Regions from separate parts of the Rattus norvegicus genome. Here region 1 is linked to region 2. A link is a contact called in public Hi-C data. All regions are on one chromosome and are shown on one strand. Each heading gives the region's core, a stretch centred on a gene start, on an enhancer-like site or on the middle of the called end of the contact. The rest is flanking DNA. Distances are from core to core; before and after follow the strand shown.

What was found. Hi-C and Micro-C count contacts between places; a contact is called where the count stands out from the background.
Region 1: a Hi-C map of liver shows a contact between it and region 2, with 2.7 times the contacts expected there. The contact joins the enhancer-like site here to the promoter of Rpl36l7 in region 2. A contact is called at or near these places in 8 of 12 Hi-C or Micro-C datasets (the A7r5 cell line, the Rat2 cell line, frontal cortex and 3 more).

The regions. Positions count from the first base shown.
Region 1 is chr2:26,677,689-26,684,138 of GRCr8, reverse strand. Dmgdh (dimethylglycine dehydrogenase) reads right to left here. Exons shown (of 16, transcript NM_139102.2): 8 at 4,875-5,044; 9 at 4,329-4,482; 10 at 2,240-2,405; 11 at 1,533-1,663. Among named protein-coding and RNA genes, the nearest start is that of Dmgdh, 33 kb to the right of the region's middle. Within about 2 kb of position 1,903, at least 2 of the 93 cell types and tissues checked have an H3K27ac peak or open chromatin away from gene starts, as enhancers often do. A contact at or near this core is called in hepatocytes and liver, where this site is marked.
Region 2 is chr2:26,616,763-26,622,395 of GRCr8, reverse strand. It overlaps Rpl36l7 (ribosomal protein L36 like 7), which reads left to right and starts at 3,142. Exons shown (of 1, transcript XM_039103453.2): 1 at 3,142-3,572. The coding sequence starts at 3,200. The coding sequence ends at 3,514.

The DNA.
Region 1 (6,450 bases), core at 654-3,153, 63 kb before region 2:
CCCAATTAAATAGTGTTCTTTAGAAGAGTTGCCTTGGTCATGGTGTCTGTTCACAGTAGGAAAACCCTAACTAAGACAGCACTTCACTTTGCTATTTTGAGGCCCGGCCTCTCACCTGAACCCAAAGCTTGCCTACTCAGATAGCCTGGCTGGCCAGCTTGCTCTAGAGATGTCCTGTCTCTGCTTCTAAGTGCTGGGATTACCTGCAAGCCACTGTGCCTATGTCCCATCATATGGTTGCTGAGGAGTCTGAACTCTGGCTTGCGAAGTCCGCACCTCCCCTGCCCCTGCACAATCTTAAGAGAATTAATTGAGGTCGTGTCTACAAGGAGTTCTGGTTCATTGATGGTGTTTAATAAATAAGAGTTAAGATTATCAGAATCAGAAAACCACTGGGTAGGGCACCTTGTGGAGGGGGCGGGGTCTTTTGCTTCAAACAGTCCTATAAACCACATGAGGTTTATGCACATTGATGAGGTTTAAGAATTAAAGTTGGGGACTAGAGAGATGACTCAGTGATTAAGAGAATTAAAGCTCTTGTGGGGAACTGGAGTACGGTTCTCAGCACCCAGGTATGTTCACAGCTACCTGTGACTCCAACTCCATGGGGTCTGATGCCCAATTATGGCCTCTTCAGGCATCTGTACACACACACACACACACACACACACACACACACACACACAGAGAGAGAGAGAGAGAGAGAGAGAGAGAGAGAGAGAGACACAGAGAGAGACAGAGACAGAGACAGAGAGAGACTTTTTAATTTAAAAAGAAAGTTGTTCTGTAAGTACTGTGTATCTCTTTTCTATTTTGTTTTATTTATATGTGGGCATGTTCTGCCTACATGTATGTTTGAGCACCATGCATGTACTTGTACCCCTGGAGGCCAGAGGAAGACGTCAGATCCTCTGGAGCTAGAGTTAACACGGCTATGAGCCTCCACCTGGGTGCTGAGAATCAAACCCAGGTCCTCTGAAAGAGCAGCCAGTGCTGGCAACAGGTAAGCCATCTCTCCAGCTCCCATGATGCATCTTTGTCAACTTGACACAATCCAGAATCATCTATGGGAAGAATCTCCATGGGGAATGGTAGCCTGTATACGTGTCTGTGGGGCACTGCCTTCATTAAATTAAATAGAGTAGGAAGAGTCATCCCATCATGGTGGTGCCATTCCCCATGCAGGGGGACCACAGGCAGCACCATTCCCCACAAAGAGAGCATCCACCACTGTATGACAGTGGACAAACCAAGCAAGTCACCGTGCCCACATTCATTTCTCCCTGTTTCTGGCTGCAGCTGCAATGTGACTAGCCGCCTGAAGCTCCCATTCTTGCCTTGACTTCCCCACCATGATGGATTGTAACCTGAAACCGCAAACTGAAGTCTGTGCCTTTCTCCCCTAAACTGTTTTTGTCACAGCATTTCATCACAGCAACAGAATGAAACGAGAATACTAGCACAAGAAAAACTGTATAAGGTTGGGCCACTGGGTCACCTGGACAAAATCATTTCACTGGATGTCCATTTACCTAAGATCGTGAAGTTCCGACCCAGAGCCAGTAATCAACAGGAACTCCCCAGGAGATTGGTGGGAAACAGTCAGCTCAGCGTACACTCGACCTCTGGGCGTCAACATGTGACTTATGTTTGTAAAACCCACCTGCACAAAAGAATTTAAAATCACTTGAGGATGAATTAAGCTTCTTCGCACACATGTTAGTTGTGGGGACCATGAAAAGCCTCACCTCTTACCATTCATGTCAAGTAGATGAACTAAACCAAAGATCTATTTAAATTTCCCATTTAAACAATCATACGAGATTGTTTGCCCTAGAAATGGTACTTCAGGACTGGGAAGATGGCACTGAAGTAAGGGCACTTTTGGCCAAAGCCACCCAAAACTCAATCCCTGGAACCCACAGGTCAAAAAGAAAGACTTTTGCAAGTTGTCCTCTGACCTCTACATGCGTGACACACATAGATAAAATACGTGTAATAATCAAAGAACAACAACATACTAATTTAACTACAATCAGCTTTTGGGATCTCATTGGCACGTTAAGGGAAGTCATTGATTTCCTAGATGACAGTCTACTCCACAGAAATTTCAGTTGCACACTCCAGGAGGTCCCTTGAAGTGTTCTAGCATCCGCTTGGAATACATGGAGTCAAAGAAGGTTGGATCTGGGTTTTTTTTTAAAGGACCAGGTCAGAATCCTGGACCTTGTCTATTTACCTTGGGAATGACATTTGCACAGAGATGATCCAGAAGCTGGGTGGAATCTTGGCCTTTGATGTTGAACTTGCCAAACGGAGACAGGTCAATCACACCAACTCTTTGCATAACCTGTTTGTACTCAGAGCCCACCGGCTCAAACCAGTTTGTGCGGCGGAAACTTGGCCTGAAACACAATATTTACTGCCAGCCATTATCCAAAAATTGTACAATATAAAATAAGAATATTTTAATCAGTTTCTCCCTTCTAGGAAAGCCTTCTGAAGCTGGGGGAGGGGCACCCGCAAATTTGCTCTGTAAATCATATACACTTGGAATCTGATCTTTTATAGGTTACCCATCTATCCTTTGACCCATTTTATAGTGAATGAAATGTTAATTAGTGGGGAAAAAAACTCATGGGTCCTCTAGTCTGGAGGGCAGTGTAGAAGGCAACAGTCCAGGGTTTTTAAAGCCTGGTTGCATGTTAGAATCATCTGGGGAGTATTTTTCAAACACCAGTTGTAAGGCCTCACTAAATCAGAATGGCCTCACTGTGTGTATGAATGTTGTGCATATGTGTCTGTGCATGTATGTACATACATCTCCATGTCTCTGTGTTTGTACCTGTGCCTGTGTCTCTGTGTGTGTATAAGTGCATATGCCTCTCTGTGTGTAGAGTGTATATGTCTCTGTGTGTGTATCTATGTATGTATATGTCATGTGTGTGCATGCACACACTCATAGCCTTCTAGCCAACACTGTGAATACAAAGCACTTCCACTTGTTAAAAGGGGATCGGGCATCATGGCAGGTTCCAGGGAGTGCCCATCCCTGATATAAGCAATGGTCTAGCCCAGCACCTTCTCTCTTCAGAGAAAAAGCCCAGAGTGGCTTCTAGGTCTTTTGCAGTAGTTACTGACAGAACAGGGTCTAGATCAAAGGTTACCTGACTCATCTCCACTTTAGCAAAAGAACTTCTAACTTGGTGTTTTTACCTTCCGAACAGGGTGCTAAGTCTGAGCGTTTCCCTGTAGCTTAACTATTAATTTTTTTAAAAGAAACTTAAGCCTGATTTAACATCACAAAATGAAAAGCAAAGCTAGTATTCATCTGAGTCTGAGCACGTGGCTTCCAACCACTCTAGACCGGCTGCCTCGAGGGCAACCGCACTCATCTGCGACATCCCCACCTCTGTATTTTTATGCCACTTAACTGAATTTAAAGTAGATTTCAAACCCTGTTGTTTCATGTGCATGCATGTTCCTATCTGGATGTATGTGCACATATGTGTTTGTATATGTTGAGACCACAGCCAACCTTCATGCCATATCTCAGGAGCCATTCACCTGGTTTATTTCCGAGTCAGGGTCTCTAGCGGGCCTAACATTCCTAACAGGCTGACTGACCGGCAAGACCCAGAGACCCCCGGTGCTTCTGCTTCCACAGCTCTGGGCTACAAGCATATGCCCTGACCTAACTTTTATACACGGGTCCTGGGAACTGGACTCAAGTCCTCATGAGAAGTGCTTTACCAACTAAACTATTTCTCTAGCCCTGAACCCTGTTTAAAATAGCAAAGTGACAGGCTGACAGGAACTGGAAATTAGCTTCTAGATTTGCTGTTCATTTTGTCTTGGTTTAGGGGTTCTCACTGGGAAAAATAATCACCATTAACCCCAAGTCCAGCGCGTCACAGGCACTCAGAGGCCTGTTTCGCTGGCATGCTCGGTGGTTTAGTTTAACCCCCAGTGCAGGTGTTCTTGTCTGTTTCATGACCCAGAACTGTAGGTCCTTTCCACACAGCATTTGAATGCCATGAAATTTGTCCAGAAACCCTAAGCCATGACAATATTTCAGCAGCCAATTAAAGCCAGTTATACTTGGGTGGGGCTGAGAAAGGTCCTCTGAGGTTCTGGTAACTGCTAAGTAGACCAGGCATCACTGAGACTGGCCAGTGTCCCCTGGGCTGGTCTAAGGAATACCCCCATCATAAGCAAGTAAATGAGACCAGAGGAGACTCGGTGTTCCCCTCAGAGTGGAATTGGTGCCCTGCTGTCCTAGTGCAGCTGCCGATCAGAACCACAGGCAGGCTCAGACACCCACTTACCTATACTGAGTGTCCTGGCCGGGCTTGTAGAACCAGTGTGGCTGTTCCCAGCCTGCATGGAAACCCATGGAACACTTGGACTCCAGGATTTTGTAGAGCCCACTGACTCTCTGGGTTGGCCTCCCAGCAAACCGTTCCTCTTTAGGATAACCAACTGAGAAGGGAACACAGGGCTCTAATAGTTTATAAGTGAAATGATCCGATACACTGAAGGGCTTTTAAGAATGGAAACGGTGAGGTTGACAACCCAAAAGCATATATATGCACCCCCCCCCGCCAAAGATGTCAGTTATACTGATCATCAAAGAGTAAAGTAAAAATACCCTGAGTACTTAGAATCAGTGATGGACCCAATACATTAACCATATACGGTAACACACTTAGTGACGGGCTCAATACGTTAACCGCATACGGTGACACATTTCTTGCCATTTCTTAAGGCACAGTGCTGTTCACAGTTCTTCGCCGGCCCCAGGGAACAGAACAGAGCGTTTTAAGTGAGAGATGCTGCAGGTCTTTCTAGAGAACAGCAAGTTAGTACGTCACCAATGTTGTTGAACCCGTATGATTCTCGGGCTTTGGCCTCGGTGTACTGCGTCGTCGTCCACTTGCCGTAGCGGTTGGGATCCAGTTCTATCAGGTCAAAGGGAGGTTCTCCGTGCAGGATCCAGTCGCTGAGGTACGTCCCGACCCCACCGGCGTGGATTATGCCATATCTTTTGGATACAAAGATGTTTCGGATATTACAAATATGGTGCATTCAAGTGCCAAAACGTTCAAATACCATCTTCCCGGGCATCAGATTTGAAGTCACCTATGCTCTTCAGAACACACAAGTAATATACTCTTTATGTTTTAATAATCATCTTTTTCCTCAAAAAAAAAAAAAAAAAAAAAACCAAACAAATCAATGTGCATTCTGGCATGCAAATGAAAGGCGCCTGGCTCGGTTGCTGGTTTGTTTGCACGGTTTCTCAAGGGATACCTACCACACCTACAGCGAGCCTACAGCGGTCACCTAGTGAAGGTGGAGACTCCAGAGAGGAGCCTTCTTGAGCTGACACTATCCTGACTGACAGGAAACTCGGGGGGAGGCGCCCACCCCCACCTCTTCTCAACTCAGTGCAGTGCTAATTCTCTAGGGTGATTCTCCATGCAAAGAACCTTCAGCTTCGAAGCATCCAAACAGAGGCAGGCACACAGTGGCTACCTGTGGAAAGGAACATGACCTTTGCAACTAATAGGTCACTTGGAAGGGAAGGTCTGTTTGTCTCCTATTTTTACAAGACGATGCCTCAGGGTCTTACGTAACCCAGGCTGGCCTTGAACTGACTACATAGCTGAGGGTGGCCTTGAACTTCTGATCTTCCGGGGGCCTCCACCTCCTTATCTTTGGTTTTAAAGGGATACACCACTGTGCCTGGTTTATAGGACCCCGGGATCAAACCCAGGGCTTTTTTGCATGTTAAGCTAGTACTCACCGGCTGAGCTGTATCCTCGGCCACAAAAAATGCTTTCAACCTCACATATGATTGTGATATCTGAATGGCCGCTTCCAGTTGGCTTAATCAGGTCTACCTGCCTGTTCTTGTCTAACACAGCCTTTCAATATGGGTTTTTCTATGATAACATAAAGAGGGGTGTTTGAAACCAGAATGGGGTGAAAATCATGGAGAATCAAGGGAAGTTGATACTAATTGGGAGAACCTCATTCTCTCCCTCATTTTGATCCCCACTAATAATGTTTTTTTTTTTTAAATCCTAACATAAGCACTCCAGCACCCCCTAAACTATAGTAACCTAACAGCCAGCGTCTTGGTTCTAAGAATCGTGGGAGGAATTTGGCAGAAAGCAAAATGCTTTCTCCACAATTACACTCCTTTAGAAGAATGAATGTACCTTGTCTGTTAACAGGTTACTGCTCGGGGACAATAAAAAGCCGTCACTTTGTACTTGAAGCTCGAGGCTTGGGCACAGAGCTGGCAATCATTCAAGATTATTTGATCAAACAGTCAAAGAGAATAGAGAAGAAAACTAGAATATTAGAGACTGTGATGTGATGGTGTAGTGAGTTTGACATCAGTATTCAGCATATTAATGGGACAGATATTAGAAATGAAAC
Region 2 (5,633 bases), core at 1,893-4,392:
CCTTCCTCCTTCCTTCCTTCCTTCCTCCTTCCTTCCTTCCTTCCTCCTTCCTTCCCCTTCCCCCCTTCCTTCCTCCTTCCCCCCTTCCTTCCTTCCTCCTTCCTTCCTCCTTCCTTCCTTCCTCCTTCCTTCCTTCCTTCCTCCTTCCTTCCTTCCTTCCTCCTTCCTTCCTTCCTTCCTCCTTCCTTCCTCCTTCCCCCCTTCCTTCCTTCCTTCCTTCTTTCCTTCCTTCCCTCCTTCCTTCCCCCTTCCTTCCTTCCTTCCTTCCTCCTTCCTTCCTTCCTTCCTCCTTCCTTCCTTCCTTCCTCCTTCCTTCCTTCCTTTCTTCCTTTCTTCCTTCCTCCTTCCCTCCTTCCTTCCTTCCTTCCTTCCTTCTTCCCTCCTTCCTTCCTTCCTTCCTTCCTTTCTTCCTTCCTCCTTCCTTCTTCCTCCTCCCTCCTCTTCCTCCTTAATTCTGAGGATCAACCCCTCCTGGGTCTTGTGCAGCACTGCTATCCAGACAACACACACACACACACACACACACACACACACACACACACACACACAGAGTTATGTGACAGTCGTCGGTGGGGGGTAGGGGCAAGGGTGTGGCAGGGGTTGGAAGGAGGCGTTGCTGCTTAGTATCACAAACAGCCTCTCAGAAAGTTCTGCCCCCCCCCCCTCCCGTCTAACCTCGCCAGAGGACATGGAGGGAAAGCTGGGATCCGCATTGTGGACTCGGTTTTGTATCTTTAAAGCGAGCAAGAGAGGAGTCTGACATCTTTACTGGTTTCACTGTGACCACTGGCATCCAGCTTTGCACCCAGAGGGAGGAGCATGAAGGACATGAATGAGGTTCTCTACGTGGCCAGGAATGGCTGGTCTAAGGAGCTAAGGAGCCCTTGGCTCTGCCACCTCCAGCCGGTGCCTTGGACAAGTGCCTTAGCTTTGGCAAGCTGCCTATCTCTCACCCTTAGGAAAAAGGACTGCACCAACCCCCACGGCCACAGGGAGGACTCCGTGGTGTAAACCAGGACGACTCCTGATTTATAGGCACGGCTACTCTGTCATCTTCCCAGACCCAATGTCAGCTCTAAGGCAATTTGGGCTCTTAGAGACCCCACTGTGCCTTATGAAGTACAGCTTTCAGATCTGAGCAAAAGATTGTTTTGAATGAATAAATGCTTTTTGTTTGTTTTGTTTGATATTTTGCTTTTGTTTTTTTTTTTTTTTTTGTGTGTGTGTGTTGTTTTGCTTAGAAGTAAAGATTTATTTAGATCCTGGTTGCAAAGAGGATTACTTGAGAAATATACTTTTATCTGTCAATGTCCTCTGTTGCTAGCAACAGAGCTCTCTGTAACTAATTTAAGCCAGAAAAAGGATTCATTAAAGTTTATTTGGAAGCACACGGCTGCTGACGCTGGGTGCTGTTCCCATTTTAAACACTGGACATGAGTCGTTCCCCTCCCCGCCCCCACAGACTGTGAGCTCCTCAGCTCCCACCAGACCAGCTCCTCCCACCTCACTTCTTCATCCCATGGTTTGCTTCTCACTGTCTTAAATTTGTGCCTCTGGTTTCTAAGTCCAAGACCCAACACTTTCCAGATGTTAAGAAACCTGGGAAAGTAGATATGGGGCCTTAGGAAGGTTGTACTCCCAAAACTGTCCCAAGACACAAAAATCTGACAGGCAGACATCATAACCACATGGAAATTCAGAAATCAGATGTTCAGGCTAAAGCCAGCTGTGTGACACATCCCAGTGGTCCCAGCTCTTAGGAGATAGAAGCCAAGGGATCAGAAATTCACCTACACAAGGAGTTTGTGGCTTGGGATACATGAAATCCCATCTCACCCACTAAAAACATTTAAGCAAGAAATGGTGATACATTTCTGTAATCTCAGCATATTGGAAGCTGAGTCAGGAAATTCACAAACATCAGGTCAGCTTGGGTTTCAGGTGAGACAAAACTGTCTCAAATTTTTCTTTCCAATTAACTAAAAATATCTCTATGATATTATTGTATTAGCCTATGACCATTTATGAGATGTATTTAATATATAGTTAAGGTTACAAGCTGAGATACAATTTAGAGATAATGACCACAATTTTAAAAAAGGAGAAAAATCCATTAAATCTCTCAGAAATGTTAGGGACATAGGATCTGATTTAAAAAGAGCATTTACATTCAGTTATTGGATCTGCTCAATTTGTTTTTCTAGATTATTTTTTTGAGATTAAACACTAAAATAGATACATAGTATTTAAAATCCCAGTGGGGCTCTTTTTGCTGGTTCAACTCCATTAATACTGATGTGAGAAAACAGAGGCTCAGAAAGGTTTTCAAGGACTTACTCGAGGTCAGTGTTGGAAGGCCTAGTCATTCATTGTTTTTCCCAGAATCCTTTCCTCAAGCTTCCCCAACACGGCCATCAGGCAGGAGGCTTGGCTCACATGGGCCCAAGCCTTACGCCCTTCAATATCTACCTAGAAAGGCTAATTTTGCTTGCTATGTTCTGTCCCCTCAGACCTGACAGAGAAGTAAAATCAAACCAGCGCCACAGAGACCACAATGTAAAAATCTGCCTCTTTTTTCTGCATGTGTGGAAAAGCTCACAGAGTCAAACAGGAAGTCTGGCCTCCCACAATCCCTCCAAGAGCACCAGCTCATTGCCTTAAAGAGGCCCACCTTCTCTCGGCATTGCGGCCCTGGGACCTTTGAGACACTCAGACCACAGACCCTTGAGAGACACTCAGAGCAGGCCCAGACCATGGAAGTTATTAATCTCATCGGGGTCCCAATCAGGGCCCAGCCTCCTCCCCGAACCTCACCTTGGCCCCACGCTGGAGGCCAAGGTTTCAAACTGTAAGATAGGGGTTGTGTGCGTGTGGGGGGTGGGGTGGGGGGTACAGAAGCATTCAGACCACAGTGGAAGATGACTGTATTCCTAACCCACACGCAGACCTACTCTGGGGTGAAGTAAGACAGAGCAGACGGGTGAGCATGTCCCAAGGAGACCACTGGCCTGAGTTTTAAGGGATGACCAGGAAAGCCAGACAGGAGGCTGACTCCGTGTGGAAGAAGCACAGTTTTATCTTCCTGCACAACACTGAAGAGTCTGATGTGAGCACACGGTTCCTGTCATCATCCAACGCTGGTGACGTTTTAAAAGCAGCATCACACTTCCTGTCCAGCCGCCATCGGAAAGCTGCAGCCATGGCCCTGCGCTACCCCATGGCCGTGGGCCTCAACAAAGGCCACAAAGTGACGAAAAACGTCAGCAAGCCGAGACACAGCCGCCGCCGCGGGCGCCTCACCAAGCACACCAAGTTCGTGCGCGATATGATCCGGGAGGTGTGCGGCTTCGCGCCCTACCAGCGGCGTGCCATGGAGCTGCTCAAGGTGTCCAAGGACAAGCGAGCACTCAAGTTTATCAAGAAGAGGGTGGGCACGCACATCCGCGCCAAGAGAAAGAGGGAGGAGCTGAGCAACGTGCTGGCAGCCATGCGGAAGGCGGCGGCCAAGGATTGATGACCCCTCCCCCAATAAAAGATGGTTCTTAAAAAAAAAAAGAAAAGAAAGAAAGAAAGCAGCATCACTAACTCTCTGTCACACCCTGCGGTGTAAAGGCAGGCATGGGAAACGCAACGCAGAAAGCAAGACTATATCAGAAGGAAATGACGCTGGCTAGGTAAAGCCTCCTAGATGGATATTTAACTTCTCTGAAGCTTTTCCGGAACATAATGATCAGCCCTGGGGCAAAGGGAAGGGGGAGGGGGGGGAAAGGATGTCCTCAAAGGAGAAGGAGGAAAGAAGTGGCCAGGCGAGGAACAGGCGCCCTCCAGTCCTGCCGAATGGGAGAGCATTCCTATGCTAGCACTTCCTGCCTGATTTAATTTGAGTCATTCGGCAAGCACTATTGACAGCCAGGCATGGGCTATGTTTCGATCTAACAATTATTATTTGCTTATATCTAGAGAATGGTGTTATGGTATATCAATGACCCATAGATGGAAAATAAGCACAAAAGTAAGTGTATTAGAAATCCCACACACTGGGTTCTGTACATTAAAATCTATTTAGTGGGTAAACCAGTTTCTTCTCTCATCTACATCTGGAAGCTTCCTTAAGTAGGGGCAAACAGAGATGAGAGAGAGAGAGAGAGAGAGAGAGAGAGAGAGAGAGAGAGAGAGAGAGAGAGAGACCAAACCCAGCCCCAAGAGCAGTTCCACTTGTATAACTATTCTCTCCAAGAATGTATGGGAATGTTTATGGTGGCCAAGTGGTAGTGGTGCACACCTTTAATCCCAGCACTCAAGAGGCAGAGGCAGGCGGTTCTCTGTGAATTCAAGGCCAGCCTGCTGCCCCCAAAGAGGATTCTCTGAGATTATCACAGGGGAGGTCACAGAAGGTCACATAGCCCTCAATCCGGCCTGGCCAAAAGGCAACGCTCTGATGAAAACTGGGCCTAGTCCTGCTAACGGACTAGTAAGAATAATCTCTCTCACTATGCCAATAGGTTTCTTTTTTTGTATGAGAAAGAGCTGGTGGCTGGAGTTGGGACAGGGCACCCAGGTGGGGATGGGGGTGACAGAAAGGAGACAGGGACAGGCAGAAGAGTAACTGAGGGACTGCCCCAGAAAACAGACAAGAGCCCTATATTATACAGATGTCTCCATGTCTTTACTATTGGACCCCAAGTGGGACCCCCAAAAGCTTTGCAAGAGGTATGTGCTTTCATGCCCACAGTAGTAGTTTTCCTGTGGTTTTGACATTCAGCAGACAGTATTGGTTCTCGAGAATGTATTAGCACCTTCATAACTTGGCAGAGGGCCTCATTCCTAGTCTTAAAGGTGACTCAGGTTACATACCAGCCTATCCCAGAGTGATTCTTTACCTAGACACAATTCTTACCAGCTCTCTCTTAAAACTCCTCCCAATTCTTCTCTAGAGGCAGTGCACTAGGAAATAGAAATGAGAGGGTGGGGTGTGTGTGTGTGTGTGTGTGTGTGTGTGTGTGTGTGTGTAAAATAGCACCCAAGGCTGACCTCCGGCATCCACACCCATGGGCAGCATGTGCATTTACACAGACAGTAACACATATACAGTCAATACACACACACACACACACACACACACACACACACACACACACACACCACAATTGGTTTCAAACTCCTCTGCCAGACTGAGAGCAAGTCATGGGATTTTCCCTGGGCTCCGAGTCTCTGAATCAGGAACCACACATTTAGGCTGCTGAACCCCATAGACTTCAGGTGCCAATCATGTGACATAGGAGGTCTTTAGAGTTCATTCCAATCTGCCCCCTTCACCCCCAAAATAGAAGAGCAGATAATAGACTAAGGCAGAAAATTTGAGTTCAATAGATCAGAACTAGCCTGGGCTATATAGTAAAGAGGGGTGGGACAGGAAGAGAGAGAGAGAGAGAGAGAGAGAGAGAGAGAGAGAGAGAGAGAGAGAGAGAGGTGAAGTTAGAGCAGAAACTGACCTCTGCCCTCTGCTCTCCACAAGTACACACACACACACACACACACACACACACACACACACACACACACCTTCAGCAGAGGCTGAAAAGCACACAAACCAGACATATGTAGCACACTGGGCATGGTGTAGATGGTATACA